Regions from separate parts of the Drosophila melanogaster genome. Here region 1 is linked to region 2. A link is a contact called in public Hi-C data. All regions are on one chromosome and are shown on one strand. Each heading gives the region's core, a stretch centred on a gene start, on an enhancer-like site or on the middle of the called end of the contact. The rest is flanking DNA. Distances are from core to core; before and after follow the strand shown.

Region 1 (3,776 bases), core at 77-2,576, 250 kb before region 2:
TCTCAATATGATTTCGGTATTTCGTTTTTTAAAGGTGCAAATCTTACTAACATTACGAGTAGAGCTACCCTCATTGAAAGCAGGGAGTGTAATATATGTAAAATCTATTCTGAACCGCGACCAAGCCTATCATACACCAGTTTCTTTGTGTCAAACAATTGCTACACGTTGGAAAATTAATGCGGACTCGGAGCAGTGCTCCCTTCATTAAGTTGGCAGTTTTTTTCACACTACAGTGGGCTTTCTGGATTTCGGTACAAACCCTTTACAAAGTGAAAGGCATTTGAAGAGTTGAGCTTTTACTTTATACGGCGGATTAATTAACTTGATTTCTCCGAATTTTAGATTTCTGTACTCTTTTTTGTAATCTTTAAAACTGTGACACTTACGCTCCTCGAGTTTCCTCCTCACTTTTCTTGAATGCCAGATAGTTGCACTCGCGTTCCTGGTGGGAGAGCGACACGTTGTGCTGTTGGATGTGTCTAGAGCGGTTGTTCACGTTAATGGATATGTTGCAGTAAAGGCAGAACGCTAAGGTGCCATCGGAGTCCTCGTGTAGGATCCAGGGCCAACGCTTCATCCAGAGGAGCCAGCGCTGTGCGCGGGGCATCTTGCGGCGCATGCCTCCGTCAACGCCACCGCCATTGCTGCTTTCGTCATCCTCGTCGTCGTCATCCTGGCTGTCTCCCGGATCATGGATTTCAATCCTCTCCAGCAGGCCCATGGGATCGTGGTACGAATGGGAGCTCTCCGCATCGCTGGAGGGTTCAGTTTTAGTGGACATGGCATCGGGTTCACGTTCCTGGTCTTCCAGGAGGGGATCCTCGCTGGCCTGTTTGTCGTCTGGGTTATTTAGAGCGGACTGTAGCTCGGCCACCAATGGAGCATGTTCGTCATCCATGATGTCCTCAATACACGGGTCATCCCGCATCGGGTGCTTGTCCTCCTCCACCACCATGGCCACATCCCCATCGTCATCATCCACCACGATGACCATGGAGGTCTCCACTTCCTCGATGTGATCCGGATCCACCAGAGCACCACCCTCTACGTCCATAATTTTCAGCTCGTGCGTTGCCGACGCTAAAGTTTCTGAATTTGCAGACGCCATTTTGAGGTCTGGGTTGCATTGAGCATCTAGGTTTTTCGCCTGCATGCTCGAATCCCGATCCATCACGAGATACTGGTTATCCAGGCACTTTGCTCTAATATTTGTTAGCTTTTGGGAGATCACAGTATACGGTTATAAACTAAAAAAATAAAAATAATCGCAAGCGAAAACTCAGAATCGCTGTCAAGGCGATGGCCAATGTGACCGTACTGTTGCATTAAACCGGCGGGCTAAGGACCATATACTAAGGAAGTTCAAAAAATACATAAAATGCAACTGAGGGACTGGACTGGTCACTTTATTGAGAACGGTCTTAAAACGTACTGTTCATAGTATAACTGCAATTATTTATTTAATAACTACATGAACATTATGCTTAGAAAGCATATAAAGAAATTACATGCATTAGCATATGATTCATATATCGTTGAATATTTAAAATAAAGTGTGTAGAAACAAACAACCGGTGTGGGTGACAACTCTTACAGCATGTGCAAAACGGGTTATGCGGTATTTCTATGCATGTGCGCACGGTCATACCTCACTGGATTTTGTTTATATTTTGGAAAAGACTACCCAAATGTCAAACCTCCAGTTAACTCAGGAAAAACTGTGAGTATACCAAAGTAAGAGACCAGGGTCTTATGTTCACTGACTATATTCGCCGCCCAGAGATGCCCTACGCTCCGAATACAGGCCACGCCGGCCGTGCGCCCTGCTGAAATATCCTCGACCCAAGACAAAGCCGGAGTACCAGGCGATATATCCGTGGTTGCTCCCGGATGAGACGGATCCGCACTTCGTGTTCTGCGCGGTGTGCGAGTGCAGGCTCAGCTGCAAGAGATCTGATCTGGGAAAGCACGAGGGTAGCATTAAGCACTCGGAAAATGCACAAAGAAAATCATTGCCAGCCAAGGCAAACAATTCGAGCTTCAATGGATCCAGCTCCGGTGCGATGAAGTGGGAGGATACCGAGGACGAGGAGGGTCTACTACAATACGGAACAGATCCCCAAGACGACGAGACAGAAGATGAGGAGGAGGGAGAACTTGACGAAACAGAGGGCGACTGCGAGGACGATGAGAAGCGGACTCAAGAACTGGAAGCACAAAATGATCTCGAAACGGAGCCCGTCATTAAGCAGCAGCGCCGCACTTCGGAGACCGACTCACAGAATTCTGGCATGCTGGATTATCTGCCACTACACGTGACCATCAACGAGGGGCCTCAAAGTCTTCCGACCACTGTCTCCGCCTATCCCACATCCTCAGCAACAGCAACAGTAGCTCCGCCATGCAGGATCACCATTAAAAAAGTTCCAGTGCACAGTACTCCACTCAGTGGGATGTGCCAAGCTCAGGAGATCAATTCCAAGGCCACCATAACGCCTATACACACGACGCCCTCCTATGCTGCCCGCCCGCTGCAATCTTATCAACTGCAACCATTGTCACCTATAACGCCACCGCGCGACTCATTGGAGCTGTTCTTCGACAGCATATGTGCCACCGTCAAGAACTTGCCGCCCAAACTGGCCACCGAGGGTAAGATCCGGGTAATGCAGCTCATTGGGGAGCTCGAGTTGCGTGCTCTTTGCGAACAGGAGGCGCTCTCTGAGGTCGCCGGACTTCCGGATCTCGCGGGAAACTCCAGGTCTGGAGCAGCTGAAGCCTCAGGCAGTGGTCAGCAGAATGCGACAGTGGCTTCTACCACCAAATAAATTCACCTGGACTTTGGAATCGGTTCCAAACCGTGCTCAATACGGCAATTAGAATATATGCTAGTGCTTTCATTTTTTAATTTTGTTAACTGATTTTCATTAATAAAGTTATTTATTAGTTGTTGTAGTGTGGCGTGCATTTATTCTTTAAATCTATCTGATGGTGTTTTTGTTCTATGAAATGGCTTCATTACATTTCATCCGTTTAGAAATTTAAGTGCCCAATAAATGGGCTCATTAAGGTATTAGGTTCGCTTTAATATTTCACTAACTGCATTTCAAAAAGTGTTTTCCTGACCTTGGTTTGCCAGCAAAGTATAAATTGTGAATTTTCTCAGAGAATGATATCACGGAAGAGCTGTAATCAATGGAAACCACTTCTTGTGTGTGGGTAACAATTGTGATTTACTTATTGTGAATGATACAAAGCGAATTCTCTGAAGGGTAAATATTACGCATGTACAATACCATGTGATAAAAAGTTTATCGCATGATAGTTTAATGTATGTTCTGTAGGTAAAGATAGTAAAAATCACTCCATCAGGCGAATTTATCAACTGTAACGAACAAACAACATGTAATATCAGATTGAATCAATCAGAATCAATCAATTGAAAAAATGCCAGTAATTATAAATATAAGTTAATAAATCTTTATTTGTAAAATTGTAAAAAATGATTGAAAACAAGAGTTATCAGTAAGGCACTTAGTTAATTGATATTGGGGAAATATCCCCCTTAAAAAGCTTGCTTGCCCTCTAACATGGCTTTCCCGCAGTAGAACGGGAACTGGACTCCCTGGAGCAGAATGTCCGATATGCCCTGCGAAAGTAAGAAAACAAATCGGTTAGCAATGTTTTTCCAGGCAATGGGTGTGGGTGGGTCTACATATCGGGGCCAGCTATCGCGGTTTCCCATAAGCTCCGGTTGTGGGTCTGATAAGTTC
Region 2 (3,893 bases), core at 584-3,083:
CTCGCAGCTTTCAAAATGGCGGAATACGAACACGGCGGATTTTTAGGTTTTAGTACAGCAATGACGCTATGCGAACAGTGTGACCGCACACGGGTCGTTCGAAAATACCTCGGTGCGCGCAGGCAAACTGCAAGAATTATGGTATAGTTTGAAATGTTGGTATTGCAGAATTCCGACTTTCGACTTCCGTGAGTTTCAGTTGTATATGTTATGCGATTTCATTTATGGAAATTAATAAAAAACAACACTTAAATAAAATTACGTTACCTTATGTATTGTATTTTATTTGTGTGATTTATTATTTAGAATAATAAAAAAGTATTAATGGTATATATGATTATACCAAAAAAAAAACGATATTTAAGTACTTAATGCAGCCCTGAAGAAGTGTGACCGCTGATCAGCGAATCCAGAGAACGTGTTTATTTCAAAAACAAGACGACGGTCACACTGCTGTACCAATAACAAAGAACTCGTTTTTTCTACAAGTAACGGCCAGTTAATAGCTCTTACTAACTAAACAGACCGATTAGGGATCTCGCACAAAATGTCGGCCAGAAGAGCAACCCATGCAGGCAGCTGGTACACGGACTCGGGTGAGTAACAACCCAGCTGCGGCCCAGAAGATAACACAATCAATTATTGCATCGCCTATGGGTGTGGGATAAACGCATATGTATTGCACCTGTGCGTGTTTGCCTGTGTGTGTGTTTGTGTGCGGGTAATGAACCTTAGGGTGAACCAAAAATGTAACTACAGGTCACCAATTCAGAAGTTCTTTTCCGGATCCGAGCCAACCGCATTGCGAATCTCGTCCATGCGATCGTATGCGATTTCGGTGGCCCAGCACAGACGCTTCTCCAGCTCGCTGTTGCGCCGCCGCTGCTGACGCAGTGCATCCAGTCCGCGTTCCAACTGAGTGCATGCCTGGAAGAAGGTGCTCAGCTCGGGTATGTCGCCGAATTCGCCGGGATGCCGACGGAATCCCTGCGTGGCGTCCGTGGATAGCTTGTCCAGGCGATTTTGCAGGAAACGCTGGTCGAACATCATCTGAAGCTCTGCAGTCGTCGCTTTGCCCAACTCGTTGTTGGATTCGTTTAGGTGCAGGTCCCGTATGCGGTCCTTCAAGCCCGTGAAGCTAACCGACTCCAATTTCTCGCCAATGCCCTGGAAGAGTTCGTAGCTCTGCTTGAGCTCCAGCTGCATCTTCCGGACATCTTCGTCGATGCTTTTGGCCGCTTGCGATTCAAGGAAGTCGGCACGGGCACTGGCCTCCACGGGCGGAGCGTCATATCCTGATCTTAGCGAATAGCTCGAGGATGTGGAGACCGGATCCGATGGCTTCTCCTGGGCTCCACCTCCAGTTAAACGATCTTCAGATGATCTGGTACCCGACGACGAACTCTTTGTACTGCCAGCGGACGAGGAGGAGGCCTTACTATTGTTCTTCTTGGAACTCCTCGATTTTGCTTTCCTTGTTTTCCTTATGGGCCCGAAAATGGGCAGCGGATTGGGACTCAGGAGCAGTTCCTGTGACGCCTCCTTGTCGGAATCATCAGCAGCCCTGTTGTAGGATTATAAATGGATTGATTTTTTTCTTCTTTTATATATATATATATATATTGGGTAACTTGATAACTTACTCTTGAGATAATATAGCTGTAAGCTCGTTCCGAATGCGATTCATGAGCTCATCGCTTTGTTTTTCCTTATCAGTTTCCATCGCGGAATGTTCAACTAAAATTTAAATCAATATTTAATAACTTTATATCGCTGCTGTGATAAGTCTCGATTTAGTGAAAGTCTTATAAACCAGGAAATATTTGTTTGTTTGCTGCTAGGCAACGACTGGCCAACTATTTTCGTTGATTTCGAAACTGAAACCAATTCCTGAGCAGGGAATTATGGTTTACGATATTATTTATTCGTTAATAAATGTATTTACTTTGCTTTTCAGGCGCCGAGCTCTCGAGACAGTTGGATCGTTGGCTGGGTGCCGCAGATTTGTCCCATGGACCGGCTCGTGCCATCATTGCTCCGTAAGATTTAACCGAATTCTTGCAATAAGCACCATTGAACTTACTGATTGATATTCCACAGACATGCTGGATATACGTACTGTGGAGCCTGCGCTGCCTTTGCCTATCGCCAAGTTAGCCCAGTTGTCGTGTAAGAAGTTCACATTCGAGATTTCCGCGAAGACAATCCGGTTTTATTGAACCTTTGCTTGCAGCAAGCGAATCTTCATACTGGGTCCCTCGCATCATGTGCGTCTGCGTGGCTGCGCCTTATCCGTGGCGAAGAAGTACAGGACACCCCTCTATGATCTCAAAATTGATGCTCAGAGTATGTCGATTGCAAATACAAGGTGCATTGCATGTTTTATTGATTTCATTTATTATTTATATTTAGTCAACTCTGAGCTTGAGAAGACTGGAAAGTTTTCTTGGATGGACATGAAGACTGACGAGGATGAACACTCCATCGAGATGCATTTACCCTACATTGCCAAAGTGATGGAGGAGTAAGTGGATTTGAATATATGCTCGAGGCGTTTTACTAAGTAATAGCACTGCTGCAGCTACAAGGATCAGTTCACCATTGTGCCTATTCTGGTGGGTTCGCTCAATCCCGAACAGGAGGCGCAGTACGGCAGCCTGCTGTCCTCGTATCTGATGGACCCCACCAATCTGTTTGTGATATCTTCCGACTTTTGCCACTGGGGCCATCGCTTCAGCTATACCTACTATGACAGCTCCTGCGGAGCGATTCACAAGTCCATCGAGAAGCTGGACAAGCAGGGCATGGACATCATTGAGTCGCTCAATCCGCACTCCTTCACCGAGTACTTGCGCAAGTACAACAATACGATATGCGGACGCCATCCCATCGGAGTAATGCTAGGCGCCGTGAAGGCACTGCAGGATCAGGGCTACGACAAGATGAGTTTCAAGTTCCTCAAGTACGCCCAGAGCAGCCAGTGTCAGGACATTGAGGACTCCAGCGTTAGCTACGCCTCCGGATCGCTCGTCTTCGAGATGTGAAAGCACTCAAGTATTTTAGCCACTCGACGGCAACTAATTCTTGCTATTTAAGCGTAACGTTTTTATATTTACTAGCATCAAATTGAAAATTTAACAATAAATCCAAAATCCCCAACCAGTTTCAATTTAGTCGGCATTGTTTTATCAATTATAACAAAATACAATTAACAATTAAAATCGCAAGGAGAAATAAAGCTCATTTTGATAATTTAGCTTTGATTATTAGCATAGATTTAGTTAATTTAAGGGGAATTGAATAAAAACACACAATCGCAGGATATGTGAACTTCCATTTGAGTTAATTTTTCTTTATTTTTCTCTTTTTTGTTGAAACATTGAAATTGACTCCTAAGTCATTTTGAATGATTTCTTGGATGCGTTTTCGGTTTTTTGAATTTTTATGTTTCGTTTTTTTTTTTTTCTTTCTGCTTTTCATCGATGAAATGTCTGCGTATGTGAGAGACTGTTATGAATGTGAGGAGTTCAACTCAATCTGCTGGCCAGGCAGCGCACCTCGTGTCATGTGGCTCACCACCAGGCGGCGGCCGCATTGGCAGCTCCTCCGGCGGTGGCGTCCGCCGAGGCCACATCGCTCGGCCCACCTCCAGTTCCCGTGCCATTCAGCCGCGAGCACTCCGCATCCGTGGCGATCTGCAGTGCGTTCATGTTCTGCACGAAGGTTTCCAGGGCGGCGGCATTCTCGTCCTGGCTGTACGGCGATGTTCGCTGGCTGAGCGGGCTGCGGCGCAGGAATTCGTTCAGATCGCTGGCCACGCTGGCCGCCTTCGATCCTCCGCCCGGCACCACCGAGGAGGGATCGAAGTCATAGCCAAATGGGTCCGGCGGAAC

What was found. A called contact is a pair of places that touch in the nucleus more often than the background predicts.
Region 1: a Hi-C map of the Kc167 cell line shows a contact between it and region 2, with 4 times the contacts expected there. The contact joins the promoter of Su(var)3-7 here to the promoter of CG11656 in region 2. A contact is called at or near these places in 20 of 107 Hi-C or Micro-C datasets (the D17-c3 cell line, the Kc167 cell line, the OSC cell line and 9 more) and 2 of 6 datasets of contacts at active chromatin or transcription factors (both in the Kc167 cell line).

Annotation. Positions count from the first base shown.
Region 1 is chr3R:13,261,914-13,265,689 of dm6, reverse strand. Su(var)3-7 (Suppressor of variegation 3-7) reads right to left here and starts at 1,326. Exons shown (of 5, transcript NM_079618.4): 1 at 390-1,326. The coding sequence starts at 1,174. It overlaps Ravus (ravus), which reads left to right and starts at 1,629. Exons shown (of 2, transcript NM_169498.3): 1 at 1,629-1,723; 2 at 1,784-2,957. The coding sequence starts at 1,692. The coding sequence ends at 2,831. It overlaps CG11686, which reads right to left. Exons shown (of 3, transcript NM_143947.4): 3 at 3,463-3,652. The coding sequence ends at 3,569.
Region 2 is chr3R:13,007,835-13,011,727 of dm6, reverse strand. CG11656 reads right to left here and starts at 1,833. Exons shown (of 2, transcript NM_141994.2): 1 at 1,644-1,833; 2 at 642-1,564. The coding sequence starts at 1,723. The coding sequence ends at 769. It overlaps CG8031, which reads left to right and starts at 418. Exons shown (of 6, transcript NM_141995.4): 1 at 418-596; 2 at 1,958-2,039; 3 at 2,101-2,169; 4 at 2,234-2,346; 5 at 2,413-2,524; 6 at 2,582-3,344. The coding sequence starts at 548. The coding sequence ends at 3,044. It overlaps CG7518, which reads right to left. Exons shown (of 15, transcript NM_169489.4): 15 at 3,324-3,893. The coding sequence ends at 3,573. CtBP (C-terminal Binding Protein) reads right to left here and starts at 79. Exons shown (of 8, transcript NM_001275595.1): 1 at 1-79.